2 separate regions of the Mus musculus genome follow, and region 1 is linked to region 2. A link is a contact called in public Hi-C data. All regions are on one chromosome and are shown on one strand. Each heading gives the region's core, a stretch centred on a gene start, on an enhancer-like site or on the middle of the called end of the contact. The rest is flanking DNA. Distances are from core to core; before and after follow the strand shown. Region 1 holds the start of Ssh2 (slingshot protein phosphatase 2). Region 2 overlaps Efcab5 (EF-hand calcium binding domain 5).

Evidence for each region. Hi-C and Micro-C count contacts between places; a contact is called where the count stands out from the background.
Region 1: a contact with region 2 is called in a Hi-C map of the G1E-ER4 cell line, with 2.5 times the contacts expected there. The contact joins the promoter of Ssh2 here to the enhancer-like site in region 2. A contact is called at or near these places in 2 of 39 promoter capture datasets (the C10 cell line and embryonic stem cells), 1 of 15 datasets of contacts at CTCF or cohesin (CD8 T cells), 4 of 484 Hi-C or Micro-C datasets (ECoMG-derived neutrophils, the G1E-ER4 cell line, bone marrow-derived macrophages and 1 more), 5 of 115 datasets of contacts at active chromatin or transcription factors (CD8 T cells, the SCID.adh cell line, embryonic stem cells and 1 more) and 3 of 9 other capture datasets (adipose tissue, liver and pancreatic islet).

Annotation. Positions count from the first base shown.
Region 1 is chr11:77,214,440-77,219,809 of GRCm38.p6, forward strand. Ssh2 (slingshot protein phosphatase 2) reads left to right here and starts at 1,986. Exons shown (of 15, transcript NM_177710.4): 1 at 1,986-2,076. The coding sequence starts at 2,014. It also overlaps a transcript of Efcab5 not described here.
Region 2 is chr11:77,139,906-77,144,790 of GRCm38.p6, forward strand. It overlaps Efcab5 (EF-hand calcium binding domain 5), which reads right to left. Exons shown (of 18, transcript NM_176965.3): 4 at 934-1,033. Among named protein-coding and RNA genes, the nearest start is that of Efcab5, 47 kb to the right of the region's middle. Within about 2 kb of position 2,201, at least 4 of the 459 cell types and tissues checked have an H3K27ac peak or open chromatin away from gene starts, as enhancers often do. A contact at or near this core is called in the G1E-ER4 cell line, where this site is marked.

The DNA.
Region 1 (5,370 bases), core at 736-3,235, 74 kb after region 2:
AACTACAGCTCAAAAAGTTCAACTCATTTGCATAAGGTTTTACACAGCTGGAACTAGAAGCTAGGTCTGACTCACAGCAGTGCTTGGTCTCATTGTAAGGTTAATGGACTTAAATGTCTCCTTTTCCAGATGAATTTCTTTAGAGTATGCCACTATATAGAAGAAAACCCAAGTTGTCAACCACATATCAGTAGGAAAATCAACATACTGAGAATTACTGATTTGGACAATACTTCTCTTTCGGTTTATAAATACATTTATTTGGGGACATTTAGCTCTCATCTTGGCTCTCTACATAGTTTTTTGTTTAGTCTCTTAAGTCTTGGTTCAAAGTTCTTACTTCTGAACCTTGCCTTCTCTTTCCTGTTCACTCTGGAGCTCTGGGGATAACGTTGTTTCTCATCTGTGAACCACAGTTCTTCAATTCTCATCTCATAGGCAGTCTTGATCACCACCAGGGGGCAAAAGCCTACCAACTGGTTTTTCTGCACTACACTCTACAGAGGACTGGCACAGTACAGGGACCCTCAGTGACTCTTGATGGAACCTCCCTGCTAATTACTTCAACCACAGGGCCCCAGGGAGAGAACAAAGACTCAGCATAGAGGGTTCTTGTGTCACTTAACCACACAGCAACCAGAAAGAGCTTATGACAGCCCTATCAGTTTAAAAGGAGCAATGAGATCCAAGATTGTTTGAGTGACAAACAGAAAGAGGTGGGCTTTAGAAACTGGAGTCCATAAGTGAGTGTTTTCTACAGCTTTGATATGGATGGTGGTATTTACCAGTTCATCCCCTCAACTATCTCTGTGTAAATATATCAACGGGTTGCACTGCGTGACTTTTCCTTTTCTTTTTAGTCTTGATTTTTCCATTACATGCTTGGTTGATGTTGGCAGTTTACCATTTAGAAATGTCTTCCTTTAAAATATTTTAATTCTACATTTTCACTTGCATTTATGAAATAGTCAAATTTATGGGGGAAAGAAAAAAAGCTCAATGATCAAAAGATCTTTGTTTAGTGGAGATCTTCACAGTAGGAAGCAATTGAGAGGTTTTAAAAAAAAAATAGCAGGTTGGAGCTTTCCAACTCAGGGTCCAGCTCTCTGTGCCCGCCCCTTCCCTCAGCATCTCAGGTACAGTGACTGACTTTAGGCAGGTTGTAGAGGAAGGAAGCCTGAGGCTACTACGAAGTTTCCAGTGTTTACCACCGGGGGGAAAAATCTTTCTTAGGAAAAGTCTGGTCGTTAACCCTGAGGCCCTTTATGATGAGGAGGGTGGGGAAGCTCATTAAGACGGAGCCCTCTTGAGGGCCAGGTCCAAGCAGGAGGGCTGGTCTCCCGGGTCTAGCCCAGAGAAAGCGTCTATAGCACCTGCGGAGCCCTTTTCCACTAGAAAACGTGTTCGCCTCAGGATTTTCGCCTCAGTTTTTCTCTAAGGTTGCGCGCCCCACTCATAAAATGGTTGTCTTTCTGGAGTGAGGATTAGCGGCTCTCCCACCGACCCCCACCCCCAGATCAGGACCCTCGGTTGGCTGGCTGCCTTCCAGGGCTCCTTGGCCAGCTCGCCCCACGCCGCGCAGCGGGGACAGACAGAGCCGCAGGGGCAGCAGTAGGGCTCGAGAGCTGACCCGGGAGGGGACGGCGGCCCGAGGCGCGGCGCACGCAGCCTGCCCGCCCGCTTCCGGCAACTTAAGGGTTACGCCGCCGCGGCGGCGCGCGCCGAGGGGAGAGGCGGTTGCTGACAGGTGGCGCCTGCGCACTGGGAGCGCTCATTGTGCCCCGCAGCTGCCGAACCGCCCGCCTGCCCGCCCGCCGCCCGTTCGGCGCGTCAGTAGGCGAGAGAGTCCGGTGGTGGGTGCGGAGCCCGAGGCCGTTCCCGCGGCTTCATCTCCCTCTCCGTTTCCCTCGTCCCTACGCCTCACCCATCGTCCCCCATCCCGGCTCCGTCACCCTCCCGCCCCCCACACTCAGGACGAGAATGCCCTGCCCGGAACAACCCAGCAGCACCTAGATGGCTTTGGTCACGGTCCAGCGGTCGCCTACCCCCAGCACCACCTCCAGCCCTTGCGCCTCGGTGAGTCCCTCCAGGCGGCAGCTCCCAGCTTCTGTCACTGCGGCTCCGCTTTGCCTCAGCGGGTCCCGCCGAACGCCACTGCGCACGCGCCGCGCCTCTTCCCAGGCCTTGGCACTCAGGCTGCTGCGAACCCCCCACACCCTCATCTTACCGGCGAGCAGCAGCGACTGCCAGACGTTGGGGTTTTTTGTTTGTTTGTTTGTTTGTTTGTTTGTTTTTTCCCCAACCTCCATCACCCGGAGCACCCAGTCCCTCACAGCGCTGGCTCAGAAATCTCCCGTAGCATGCTTCCCATGGCTTGAGCACTTCCTTTCGGCTATGAGTCATTCTTGCTTTTCACCCTCCCCCCTTCTTTTACCCTCTGTTGCTCTGTTGCAGGGAGAGGAAGGGTGGGCTCCTAGGTTACCCCCGACCCACACCCATATCCTTTACGCACACCGTTTCAGGGACCCAGTCAGTGCACTGCGCATCCTTCTTCCGTCTCGCCCTGTGTGTGCCTTTCTCTAGTCCCTGGCATCTCTCTTGTGCTCCGTACAGTTTAGGCTTCATTGGACTGCTCGGTGGTAGTTACTCCCTGGTTTCTTCCCACCCTTAAAAGATGGCAGTGATCTCTGCTTCTTGGACTTCTACCTTTCTCAGTGAGAACCCAAAGCTTCTGGTGCTGCTTGATAACCAGTGCCAATTCATTTCCATCTTATAGACATTTATGCCTTCCACTCATTGCTCATGATCGTTCTTGCTCATGGGTTGTGCTTGGATGGTTCATGACTTCAAATGCTGTGTCGCTAAAGCATGTTTCCAGAAGGAAAACACTCATCAATTAGCATTTTTTTTTCTGCTGGGCTTTTCTATGCCTTCACCTCCACCATGACTCCTTTATAGCTCTAGTCTCGGGCTTCATATTTGTGAATACCTGCTAGCATGTGTTAGCATTGCACCAGTGTGGTAAAATGGGTCTTAAAAAAAAAACAGGCATCTAGATGAAAATATGAGCAATTGAAGAACTATTTCATATAGAATTGTAGTTTTAACATTAGATTTAGTAGTGTCAAGTTGCAAAGAGGCATTCAGTGAACACCATGACTTTCCACTGTATGAAAGAAAGTTGGGTCATTAATATTTGTTAACTGAGATAGGAGTTTGATATCTTGAAAGCATGTTGCCTTGTGATTTCAATATAGTTTCCTGAATTTCAAAATTTTGTTGCATATTGTGGTAGTTTCTTCCTTTGTGAGTTTTCTTGTGTGTTTTTGTATGACTACCCTAATTCAAGAAATTACTCTATTCACCTTGTGATGGTACAGGATACAAAACTGAAATCTGTGGGTAGAAGTTTAAAGAGGCACATTTCCATTAGTTTAGGGAAGACGTTTGTAAAAATCAAGTGCACTGTTTTGCAAAATAGCACACATTGTATCAAGCAGAAGCCAGGGGAGCTTTGGCCAGACAGGTGATATAAAGAATCCTTGCATGGGGGGGGGGGCTTGCTGGACTTTCTAAAGCTTTATGATTCTGTGATTTGAGAATAATTGTACTTCAGAACTGATGAAACACTTTAGGGTTTGCTCTAGGCAAATATGAGAGGGGTAGAAATATGTAGCATTTTCATGAGTGGATTTTTTCCACTTTATGGTAGATTTTTCAGAATTGATAGAAAATCTTCAGACCATAGTAACTCACTCCAATAGTAAATCCTTTGATTTTTGTGGTTACCAGGCCTAGTTTTGGCTGTGAAAGCAATCAAGGGTTAGTAGATAACATACTGAAGTAGAACTCAGTATTGTAAAACTATTTCCCCTGGGCATTGCTGAAAACCTTTTATGTTACAGTAGCATTTATTAAGCTATTGTTATATCAGTTGTCTTGAAGTAAATGAATAATATTTGGTAAAGCCATATTTATTTGACATGGCTTTATTAGTCAAAACTTGGAATACTTTAGAATCTTGAGGAATGTTAATAGTCATTTTGGCATAGGTAGGCAATTAAGATTGGTCATGTAAATACTGTAGTATTTACTATAGTAAATATTGAGTAGTAAACTCAGTTATTAAGCTAAATGACAGATAGTTCTATATGCCCTGGTCTGATGATTGCAGTTGTTTATACTTGGCCCTGTGTGTAGAGAAATCCTGGCACTGCTGTGTGAGTAACAATCAGCATTGTTAGTGTGGCTGACAGGCCGCTTCTCTTTCCCTTTAAATTGTCTTCCTATTTGATTCCATCCAGACCTGTGCTCAGCTCAGTTGTCTTGTGGTCCTTGTGCTACAGTGTCTGACATGCATGTATTTTGCCGTTTTATCTCTTACTATATGAATAGGTTGGTTGGTTGGTTGCTTGCTTGGTTTTAAAAGTGAGGAAGAGTGCAAAAGGTAGTTGACTTTTTTTTCTTTAAAGAACAACTGAAGTTTGTGAAGCTGAAGATTTACTCTTTTAATGATGGACATATTAGTACTATCAGCTCTTCAGCATTTTTAAATTAAGCATAAATAACTTGATCACTGTAGTAGTTAATCTTCAATGTCAATTTTACTGTGAAAAATATTTCCAGAGAGGTTTAACTGAGGAGGGAGGACCCATCCTAACTGTGGCACTGTTGTCCCATGGGGTGGGTACTGGACTGAAGAAAAAGGGAAAGTCCAGCAGAGCCCAGCACTCCCTCTCTCTGTTTCCTCATCTGCCCACTTGTTAGCAAATTTCTCCTCCCATGCCTTCCCTTCCCTGATGGACTGTATCTGTGAACTCTGAACCAAAGCCAGTGCTTCCTCTCTTAAACAGCTTATTGTTAGGTGTTTGGTCAAGGATCAAGAAAAACAACCTAATACAATTACCTACTAGATATGAGTGACCATCACAGATACTGAGTCATATAAGATATTAATCTGTCTATCAGAAGATGTAATTTGGGTAGCAGGGTTGGTAGAAGACAAATATAGACACCATAGAGGCAGTGAGGGCAATAAGAGTAATGTACACATGAACCAGTTTATAATGGTCATAAGTATTGTCTGGGTTCAGATTAATATAAGTTCACTAATAGCAGTAGTAATTAGAATACCAACAATTTATTTCTCTTGGATTCTCATCCGTTCCAGGCATCATGCTAAATACTTTACATTCATGATTTAACTCAGTTATTCCTTACAATGTGCCAAAGGAAAGTTGGAAAGTTGCTTTTATCCCTGTCTTATAGATGAAGAAACTGAGACAAGGAATATTTAAGGAATGTGTACTGTGTCACTCAGTAAGTAAGCGATTGGAGTTGTAATTCAAATGAAAATGTGTCTAACCTTTG
Region 2 (4,885 bases), core at 951-3,450:
GCTGGCATTCAGGTGAGGCAGGGAGACCGAGAGTTCTCAAAACTAACATAATGAGACCCAGTCTGAAGAAGTGTCCCCTACAGATAAAATTCCACCAAGTCCTGAAATCCTGCCTGTCCCCATTCTTCCCAGGGCATTTAGTAATTAAGCTTTAACATTGTGACTCCTACAGCTTTTAATACACCGCACTCACAGATTCTTAAGTCTCCAAGTAACAAGTCTGCATACAGAGATAAGACAAACCAGTCATTAAAAGACATTCTCCTTAAGAAATAGAAGCAGGGCTGGAGGACGCCTTGGGTAAAGGAGATTGCTGCCAAGGCAGAGGGGGATCCGAGTCAGAGCCTCGGGACCCACATGGTGGAAGGAGGAACTGGCACGCTGGCTTCTGATGTGCACAGGGATGCTATGGCTCTCTCAGCCATAGTAAATAAGGAAACGCAACAAAGAGAAACCAACTGCCCTGTAACCATATTTATTGATAAACACATAAAAGAATATTCCAACATGTAGGTATATATGCATATTTTACCATAAAAGCCTGTAGGTATAGCTGCTTCGGCAAAAGACATATCTTCTGTAGAAACCTTAGAATTCTAAATTGCAATTATAAATGGAATACTCATTCCTACCTTAGCTGTTAAAGTGTTTAGATTATCACCAAAGCCTTCCTTCATTGAAACAAATTTAAAAGCTGGTCCAGTTGAGTTCTGATGGGACACAGTGTTGAGGACTGCACTTAGTGAAACTCCGTCTAATTTCGAGCAAGAGTGCATTTTGTGGAAATAGGAACAAGTAGATTGGCTACAGCTGCCATGACTTGGGGAGATGCACGGGATCCCTCAGGAGTAAAACGATCCCACTGCAGTTTGTCATTGGACTACAACACCCAGCTTCAGCTCCAGGACATTCCTCCCTCTGAGGGACACTTACATTGTCGTGGGTTTCGGAGTAAACTCCTAGTGGTGGAAGAGCATTGATCATAGAACGCTTCCAGCAGGGCCAGTGTCCTCTGCCGATCCAAGGCCATCACCTACACAGAAAGCTTGCAATTAGTAACTGCAGCACACTTAAAATCTTCATGATGGTACATCGTGACTTCCTGAATAGTCAGTCTATCATGAAGACTGCCACCACCTCTATTATCACCATGAATATAAAGGCTACAGCACCAAAATCAAGAAGCTATATCTTGCCCGTAGGCTGATATTTAATTCTCCCATTTTGTCACAGTCACGATGCCTTGGGCTTAGCGGATATTAAAAAAAAAATTTGTGGGGACTGGCACGACTTGTTGAACTCAATGCACAGTACTCAGATCTTATGTAACATGGCCCACGTGTGTCACATACAGTTAACTGCTCCTTACTTGTCCTTTCACACGTTATTCTGAGAACATTTTAATTATGGAGAAATGTAAAAAAGAAATGGCAAAGCTAACACTGCCTGTGATCTTAGGAGCTGGAAGTAACAATTGTTGAGAGTACACACAGGGGTTGGGAGATGGCTCAGTTGGTGAAAAGTGCTTGCCTTACAAGAACAAGGACCTAAGTTTGGTCTGCAGAACCCACATAAAAAAAAAAAAAAAAAACTGGGTGTGGTGATGAGTCCTTGTAATCCCATTACTGGGGAGGTAGAGACAGGCGGAGCCCTGGGGTTCCCTGGCCATTTGGTCTCGTTGACTTGGGAAATTTCAAGGCCAATGGGAGACTCTGTCTCAAAGAATTAAAAAAAGACCAACACCCAAGGTTATCCTTTGACCTCTACCTGTGCATGCATGCACACACACATAAAAAGCGTGCACAAAACTATACTAGACCGATTATATATATATATATATATATATACATATATATATATATATATATAATTCTTTAACTTGTCTTTTGAAATTGTCATTTTAGAAGGGAGTTAAGGCAAGATCTTGCTATGTAGCCCAGTATGGCCTAGGACTTTGTAGGTAGCCTAGGCTGGCCTGGAACTTGGAATTCTTCTGCTTTGGCTTCCCAAGTTCAGGTGTATGCTACCACGTCTGGCTTTCAAAATGCTTAGGTTTACTCAACGTTTGGATATAATTTGTGCAGATAAAGAAATATGTTTTATTCATTGTAGGAGCTGGAGAGCTGGCTCAGCAGTTAGGACCACTTGATGCTTTCACAGAGAGCTCAGGCTCAGTTCCCTGCACCCACGTGGTAGCTTTATGACCACCGATTGCTCCAGCTCCTGGGGAGCCAGCTTCCTCTTCTGGTATCTGTAAGCGCCAGGCACTCGCGTGGTGCTTTTACATAAAATAGACAAAATGCCCATACATGAAAAGTACAAACTAAATCAATCTTAAAAGAAAAAGCTTACTTTATTCATTTTAACTGTTATATAGTATAATATTAAAACACTGTAATTTCTTAGAATTCTTTTATTAATAGAAATTAGGTTGTTTCTAGTATTTTGAGAAAAATAAGCTTCAATGAATAATCTTATTCACACATCCTGTGTACATTTAGATATATTTTTCTAAAGTACATAAAGGGAATTAGTATTTAAATTTTCTAAAGTAAATAAATGGAATAGTTTTTGCTTGTAAACTGGGTCTTTCCTCACTCTCTTTGGAATTATGGAACTAATAATGACCTAATAGCAACCGAGCAGTAAAAGGAGACTCTTTTCCTCGTTCTGGGATGCAAATAGACTGAGATGCCCGCAGCTCCCACCAGCCTGTCATCTGGCATTTGACTTCCTTAGGAGCTTCTGCTTGGCTCAGTCCTTGAAGATGAAGGTCTTCTCATCGGCCCTCTCCCCACCTTCCTGTCCAGCTCTGAACTGTAGCCTGACTCTAAAACAGCCGCCACAGAGCTTCAAGCTGGTTCTGTATCTCATTCCCATAGACTCCTTTAGAATTTGGTCAGTTTCCCAGCTCTGGTTTCCTGTAACATAGATGTATATGGTGTGTGTGTGTGTGTGTGTGTGTGTGTGTGTGTGTGTGTGTGTGTGTATGTGTGTACTATAAGTCCTAGAGCAATTATAAAAAGGGGCATAGCATTAGACACATGCATACATATGCACACACACACATGCCATGTGTACATGTGTTTACTCTGTGGTGTGTAATGTGTGGCATGAGAATTAACATTAGCTGTTATGATAGGAATAAATAACCTTGTGTTTGCCCCAGCCAAGGCTGTCAAGGAAAGCAGGAACATCTGTTAAAATGCTGCTGAAACTTCCATGCCTGCGAATTTATTGTTATTCAATAAATTCTGACATTGTGGAAAGACAAAAGAGAAAGAAAAGAACAGATGTGAGAGATACACTCTCAAATCAACTTCTCAACTTCTGGTTGTCAGGAGTTCACAAATACAGGGCAAAGAAAGGAGTGGAGAAGAGAGGTCAGTAAAGGAGAGGACTGTCCCTGTCAGAAGGGCAGCACAAGGGCAGTGGTTTTCCTGGGAGCCAGACACCCCTTCTCTCTTTGTTTTTTTTGTGGCTCCTGCCATAGCGACTGTCAATTGCCATAGAGCAGGAATGTTACATAGCATGAAGATGCCATTATGATGAGGCTATAGGCTGTTTGGTGGTCTCTCTAGGACTGTCTTAGAGTCAACCCATTTCTATGGTATGTCTTCTCCCAGCCTTTCATTTTTAAGACGTGTCTTCATACCAGTTCTAGCATTTTTCATTTGCTAATCTGCTTTTTCTCTTTTGTCTTTTCTGCTTTTTTTTCCTTCTTAGTTCTTGCATTTCTATCTAACTATATTTTTTAATTGGACTGCTCAGGCCTATAAATGTGTTTTTTCTTCATATCCCTTTTACTTGCATATATTAATTATACAAAAAGATAGCCTTTGCTATGACATTTTAATACTTTAATAAAATATATTTTTATCTTATTTGTTCCCCATTATCTTCTCTTGGCCTCCCACCCACCTCCCACTCATCTTTTTCTATCTTCCAAACAGTTTCCCCCAGCCCCATGCTTTTGTTAGAAAATGTTTAATTGATGTAGTTGCTATGGTTACTGTAAATCTATCATCTTCTTACTTGCCTTTTCATTCATCTCATTTGTTCTTTTCCCGTCTTCTTTTTTGTTTTTTTTTTATGATTTTTTTCAGAACATTGTATAATTACATCATTTCCTCCCTTTCTTTTCCTCCCTCCAACTCTTCCCATGAACCTTTTCCTGCTCTTTCAAATTCATGGCCTCCTTTTCTCTAACTGTTTACATGTGTGTGTGTGTGTGTGTGTGTGTGTGCATATGTATACATGTGTCTAATGTTATGCCTCTTTTTGTAATTGCTCTAGGACTTACAGTATACATCACTGATTTATAAAAGTCTACCTTAGAATGATATTATAACTCCGTAAGGCTGCGTTTCCTTGTCTTCTACCCACCATTTTTGCTACTGTTGCCACACATTCTCCTTCTGTTTTGTTTTGCTTGGTTTTGGTGTTGGTTTTTTGAGGGTTTCTCTGGTTTTGGAACTCGCTCTGTAGACCAGGCTGGCCTCGATCTCACAGAGACCCATCTACCTCAGCCTCCCAAGCATTGGGAAAGGCAGGTGCCACCACTCCTCATCCTCTCCCCCTCCCTCCCTCTGTCAGTCCGGGCAGCTCTGCTGCTAAGCTTCATGCTACTTCTTTTGTAATTTTTCTTTCCTCTCTCTGTTTTACAGATAGAATCGTGTGGACTCTAGGCTGGCCTTACTCCTCTATGCAAATGAAAGTGATATTGACCTCCTGATTCTTCTGGGATTACAAGCTTGTGCCGGCACTCCTGGTTTTCTGGGGTGCTGGGGACCCCAGGCTACGGTCATGTTAAGCCTGCATTTTATCAACTAAGCCACATTCCAAGCTGAACCTTTTCCAGTTTTTCTTTTACAGTGTCTAATAT